2 separate regions of the Mus musculus genome follow, and region 2 is linked to region 1. A link is a contact called in public Hi-C data. All regions are on one chromosome and are shown on one strand. The core of a region is the stretch at or near the end of the contact, and the rest is flanking DNA. Distances in the headings are between cores, read along the strand shown.

Evidence for each region. A called contact is a pair of places that touch in the nucleus more often than the background predicts.
Region 2: a contact with region 1 is called in a Hi-C map of epidermal suprabasal cells, with 6 times the contacts expected there. The contact joins two enhancer-like sites. A contact is called at or near these places in 4 of 484 Hi-C or Micro-C datasets (embryonic stem cells, epidermal suprabasal cells, group 2 innate lymphoid cells and 1 more) and 2 of 9 other capture datasets (adipose tissue and embryonic stem cells).

The regions. Positions count from the first base shown.
Region 1 is chr14:99,390,482-99,393,581 of GRCm38.p6, reverse strand. No RefSeq gene overlaps it. Among named protein-coding and RNA genes, the nearest start is that of Klf5, 93 kb to the right of the region's middle. Within about 2 kb of position 1,676, at least 14 of the 459 cell types and tissues checked have an H3K27ac peak or open chromatin away from gene starts, as enhancers often do. A contact at or near this core is called in epidermal suprabasal cells, where this site is marked.
Region 2 is chr14:99,892,691-99,895,790 of GRCm38.p6, reverse strand. All of the region lies in intron 6 of Klf12 (Kruppel-like factor 12), which reads left to right. Among named protein-coding and RNA genes, the nearest start is that of Gm22970, 120 kb to the right of the region's middle. Within about 2 kb of position 1,505, at least 14 of the 459 cell types and tissues checked have an H3K27ac peak or open chromatin away from gene starts, as enhancers often do. A contact at or near this core is called in epidermal suprabasal cells, where this site is marked.

The DNA.
Region 1 (3,100 bases), core at 427-2,926:
TGCACGTAACTGTCGTTCCCAGCCGGGAACGTACTCTCTTAAGAGAATTCATTCATCATCACACAAAATAATGATTTCCACAAAACAATTTTCGCTCCCCCAAGCCTATTCTCTGGTGTTTATGGGGCAGCAGGATGAGCCTGTCTGTAGATAAAAACCGTAAGATGCAGAAACAGAACACAGGATGCTGGTTGCCACCAAGTCAGCGTGAAGAAGTGAGAAGTGAGACTCTGTCATATAAACTAAAAATCATCCTGGGAGCCTAGAAATGATGACTCTTTTTCCTTGCTGACTATGCCATACTCTTTGAGAAGATTGAAAGACATTACATATGCTATAGGTGTGTGTCATGTACATTTCAAAAATCAAAAATGGATTCCCACAGGCCTGAGAGGTCCAAGGGGGAAAGAGACACATTAGACTGTCCTCTGGGTAGAAGCTCTCAAAAACAAAGAGCTGTAATGAGCCCTCTGCTAAGTGCTGGGAAAGAACAAACTAAGAGCTAGAAGGTTCTTTGCAGGGAGAGGGCAGGTGTGAAGTCAGCCCTGTGAATGTCTGGTTTGGTTTTATATTTGCATGCATCTGGTTCCTCTTCGTTTCCCCTGAAGTGGAAGTTACCAAAGTATCACAAGAATGCTGGCCTCACAATGTTCTATGGGCCCAGAACAAGGAAATCAGCAGATGAGAACACAGCTACCTGTTCTTGGAAATTTCGTAGCACAAGGAAAAGAAAGAGAAAACAGGGAGATCAGATAAACCCCTCCAATTAAGTAGACATGCTGTATAATGTTTAGCCAAATTAAATCTCTTAACATTGACGTTTACCCATCATTAAGCCTTGTGTAATTACACCAGGGGAAAACACCTTCCATTGGCAGGCGCAGATGTGGGCTTGAGGACAGTCAGTTACCTTTTCCTACAGCAGGTTTGTCTCACACCAGTGCCGTGGCTTAAATAAGTAAGCTCTTCAAAGACCATGGATCAAGGATAAGTCAGACCACCATCCTGATAGAGAATAAAAGGGACTGAGGCACACACCTTTAATCCCAGCAGGTGAATCTGCCAGCTTGAGGCTAGCCTCATCTACCTAGAAAATTCCAGGCCAACCAGAGCCACATAATGAGACCTTGTCTCAAAAATAAATAAATAAAAATTTAGGGAGTGGGATGAAGAAGGGGCAAGGGACAGAAGGAAAGAGAGGGAAAGAACTACTAAGGAACAAAGGAGAAAATCTGAACAAAATTGGTCTCAAAGGCTGGGGAGTCATCTATAATGGAGCAATGGAGTAGGTGACTCCAAGATGGTACTGGGAAACCTGGCTACTGCCTCCCTCTCCCCTCGTGTTTTTTTTGTTTGTTTGTTTGGTTGGTTGGTTGGTTGGTTGGTTGGTTGGTTGGTTGGTTTTTGACAAAGATGTGCCTTTTTTGTCTATAAAGACGATGCTCTTGACTGAGGTCTCCAGAGCTTCCAAGTGAGAGACACATGCAAATGGTTTCTATGCGGTCAACTCTCCACCAGGAAAGCAACCCAAGTGTCCGCATGAAAATGAGACCGTCCGGGCCTCCCACTTTGCTTGAACAATTTCCATATCCACATCCAGTAGGACAGGTTTTCCTGGGACAGGCCTACAACCAGCATGTCTCACCATGTAGAGACTCAACATTAGGCATGGTGACCTGCACTCCTCATGACAGAGCTGGGCACACAATGCACACCCACGTGAAAGAGGAAGGGAAGCCAAAGTGGGCAAAACTTTCCACCCCTGTGCCTCCGAAGTACCAAGAAAGAGGGGGAGGGTGCGGGGGGGGGGTGGCATGGGGAGGGCAGCTCCCTCTACAGAGGCAAGCCCAGACCTTTCCCTTTGTGGTTTTGTTTTGTACATTGAAGCAGGAATCCCAACAAAAGGTGGGGTGAGAGACATCAATCACCCTGAAGCTTCTGGGTATAAAACTAACCACCTCTGGAGACAGTTAACTGTGCACTTTCTCTGCCTGGCTCTCCCTGAAGGCTGCTTCCTTTAGGAGCAAATTTGGCAAAGGTAACTCCTCCGTTTCTTAAAGGCACGGAAACTTTCTCTTCTCTCACTGGCTGCGGAACCCAGCTGGTCAGTTGTAGGGCACACCCACTGTCCATTTCTGTGGATCATATTCCAGGTCTTCCCTGGCTCATCAGTACACGGGGAAGGCGGTTCTTGCTAGCATAGTGACTTTTGCTACAGATTTAGAACGGAGACATTTCCAACTGCTTCAACTGCTCAGTCGCTGGTAGCCATTAACCAGCATGTCCACCAACGTCTTAGTGTCTCAGTGTCATCCCAAAATACACTGCAACCATCCTAGCAGATCTCTGTAAGAATTGAATAAGCTAACAACGCTTCTACCACTTACACAACAGGGCAGAAAGATGAAGAAGGAAGGCTACCATCCAAGGAGCCCACAGTCCACTCTTAGTGACAGAATGTAAATCAGACAATAAGTCTGAATTCCTGCCTTAATTTTTTAAATTCCATACATAAAATGTTCCAGAATGGCTATGGGAGTGCAAGCCTGTAATTCCAGCACCTGGGAGGTGAAGGCAGGGGGATCAGGAGATAGAGAGCAGCCTCTGCCCCGTAGTGAGTTTAAGGCCAGCTGGGACTACAGGAAACCCTGCTTCGAAAACAACGGTGTTTTAGACTACAGATGTAGCTCGATATCTAGCTTAAAAAGAACCCAGATTTGATTTTCTCATCTTCACTAAAACATGGTAGTGCTCCATGTCTGTAACCCCAGCACTCAGGAGGTAAGGGAATCAAGAGTTCAAAGTCATCCTTGTCTACCTGATGAATTCGAGACCAGCCTGGGCTACAGGACACCCTGCCTAAGAAAGAGAGAAAAAAAAAGAAAAAAGAAAGAAGGGGAGGGGAGGGGAGGGGAGGGGGGGCAGGGGAGAGGAGAGGAGAGGAGAGGAGAGGAGAGGAGAGGAGAGGAGAGGAGAGGAGAGGAGAGGAGAGGAGAGGACAGGAGAGGAGAGGAGAGGAGAGGAGAGGAGAGGAGAGGAGAGGAGAGGAGAGGAGAGGAGAGGAGAGGAGAGGAGAGGAGAGGAGAGGAGAGGAGAGGAG
Region 2 (3,100 bases), core at 256-2,755, 500 kb before region 1:
TGAGAAACTTTCCTTAAGAAGGACACAGTAATTATCGTGTTAATGTTTTACAGTTCTGCACTTTAGTAGTGTCTGACCACTCGTGTATTTCCTTAGGACGCAACCTTGTAAACATTTCTAGGGATACAGGAAAGGGAACTCTTCTACATGTTAGCAATGCATACACAATTAAAGAAGAGTTTGGGAGTGCACATTTAAATAATTTCAATTTTAAAATAATCAACTCTGTTTTGTTACTGTGCCGCTCAGGTAGTGGCAGGAATATGTGAGCAATTATTTTGAAATAGTGTCATGATGGCAACCCCTGCCGAGGCTACATTGTTAAAGGAACATTACAAAGGAGAAAATGTAGCTCAGGAGTCATCACAATGTTGCCAGCAGGCCCACTGTTCCTACCCTCTCGTCTACATTGTATATTTCTTCCACACAATAAGGTATGCAGTGTATTTAAATGAAATTGTAGAAGCTTTAAGTTAATGGAGTCTTACTTGTACAGTGAATATCTACTTTTCATTTCCTTCATTTAAAGATAGTACAGGTATATTAAGTGTACATTCTAAAAGAAAATATGGCATCATTTAGGTTGTTCACTATTGTCTTAAGCAGGGGTTCTCAACCTTTGGGGCTCGGAGTACCTTTTCATGGGGGTCAACTAGGATCATTAAAAAACACAGATGCCTACAATATGATTCATAACATTAGCAAAATTACAGTTATGAAGTAGCAACGAAGATAATTTTATGGTTGGGTATCACCACCACCTGAGGCACTGTCTTGAAGGGCCGCTGCATTAGGAAGGTTGATAACCACAAAGTAATTTCAATGCTGTTTTAGCTCTCAGGTGTCAGTAATGCGTACAGCCACTAGATGGAGCACTAGACTCGGCTGTTGCAGCTAGTCTAGGTGGGAAATATGATGGCTCTCCTGCTGTGTGGGACACACTAAAGTGAAACGTGGCAATCAGAATGAAATGTTCCACAGAGCATTTCAACTTAGTAATGAATGGAAAACGGAGTTAAATTTCAAGCCAAGTTTCTAAAAATAATCCCAACATGTCTTTTCTTTTTCAATAAATATTGGAAATATTTCATATTACAAATTGATATTATGCCTCTGCCACAAATCTGGGGCGGGGGTGGGGGAGAGTCATTAATAGGGCAGTTTTGTTTAATGTTCATTAAAATTTATATTTATATTTATTTATTTGATAGAATTTATATCAAGTTCTATAAACTGAACTTGAGATAGATACATTTCTCATGTATCTGCCTTCATAAAAATAACTCATATCAGAATATTAGACATCGAAAGGTTACTTATGGAGGCTTGAAAATATGAACCAGGGATGATTAGACCGTGTCTGAAATCTGTCCTTATTTACATTTAAAAGTAAAGGAAACTGTACACTAATTAGCAACGCCTCCTCGGATGAAAGGGGCATGTGCTGTAACCGGATCACTGTTATTTATAAATTACACGTGTGATGCACTTAAGCCCCACTTACACCTACGCTCCCTCCCACGCGGTGATGCTAAGTGGCTCCAGATTCCACGGTCTCACTTTTCCCCTGACTCATCGCTTCTTATTGCTATTCATGTATTTCTTTCTTCTAAACTGACATCTCGATTTCTTTTTTTTTTTTTCCCTGAATAAGATTCTAAAGTGGCTTGGGGAGATTCTCGGACAGCTGTCCATCGCGGTGGCCTTTGGGTCCACCTTCAGATACATACAGTGCTACTTCTGATATTTGCGTCATTGCTCATGGTTCCTTGAACTCCCCTTTTAGGATCTCCCTCCTATCTCTATTAACTATAAGACAAAGCACACAGCCTAGTGATGGTGCTGAGATACCATCTAAAAACTGACTCTTTTCAGGGTAGAATCCTCATGGTAAGTAGCTTGTAAGTCCTGGCCAGAGTTCATGTAGTCTGTGAGCTGCATGGTTGTCTTAGTCTGCTTCTGCTGCTGATGTTACAGTATCACAGACTAGGCAAGATCTAAAGAATTAAGCTTGATCCTGATTTCTGGGTCTGGTTCAAGGTTGAAGGACTGCATTAGATGGTGGCCTTCTTGATATTGGAGTCCCGTGGTGGCTGTCACAGGACAGGAGACAGGAATGTTTGAGAGACTTATTTACTACTCCTTAAATGCCTCATGGTAGGGATTAAATTTCAACATGAATTTGGGTATTTGTTTGGTTGGTTAGTTTTTGTTTTTGTTTTGTCTTGTCTTGGCTTTTTTGTTGGTGGTAGTGGGATTTTTCTGGATGGTTGTTTGTTGGTGAGGCTGGGTGTCAGTCACACTCACACTACAACAAAGTGTGCTGAGAAATTTTAAAAAATGAAATATGAAATGTGAAGTGATGAAACTAAAGTCTGCATCTCTCTTTGTCCTGTAACTGATAAGCTTGGAGCAGCTACCAAAGGTGTGGCAATCTCACGGATTTTCATTTTTAGCTTTATCCCCAGATGTTGTAAGTCTCATTAAAAATGTGTGACTCAGGACATCAGTTTTATAACCGAAGCAGATAGATACAGTGATAACACATCCTAGGCCTTCGGCAGTCCTTGGCTGAAGTGGATCCAGCTATAGAGCTATGTCATTGTAAACTTATGGCTACAATTAAATAACTTTACTTGGGACTCTAATGGATTTGATATGTATGAGCGGTAGTTGTTTGGAAGTGAAGCTAACTGCCATTTAGTAAGCATACTATGTCACTGTCATAGTAAATAAACAGTTGTTTACATTCTTACTAAAATATTTCAGTTTCCCGTTTGAAAGGCCATATCCATGGGATGAGCTCAGCAACTACTGGTTGAACATTTTCTCCATTCCTATAGATGGAGTTTCAGAAGCACAGAAAAAGTCATGGACCGTCCTTGGTGAGCTTGCCCATAGCAGAGTAGATAATTCACACCGTATCCAGGGGAGAGCAAGCAGCTGCAATGGTGCCTAGCTCTGCAGATGAGCCTGGGTCTGTGCAGCTCATTCTGACCTTCAACTCCAACCTCAAATGGCCTGCCTACTTGACTCTTTTCTTCCTACTCCATTGGTCAATAACGTCTTTTAATTTTCCAGAATGCCTCAGTGTCACCTG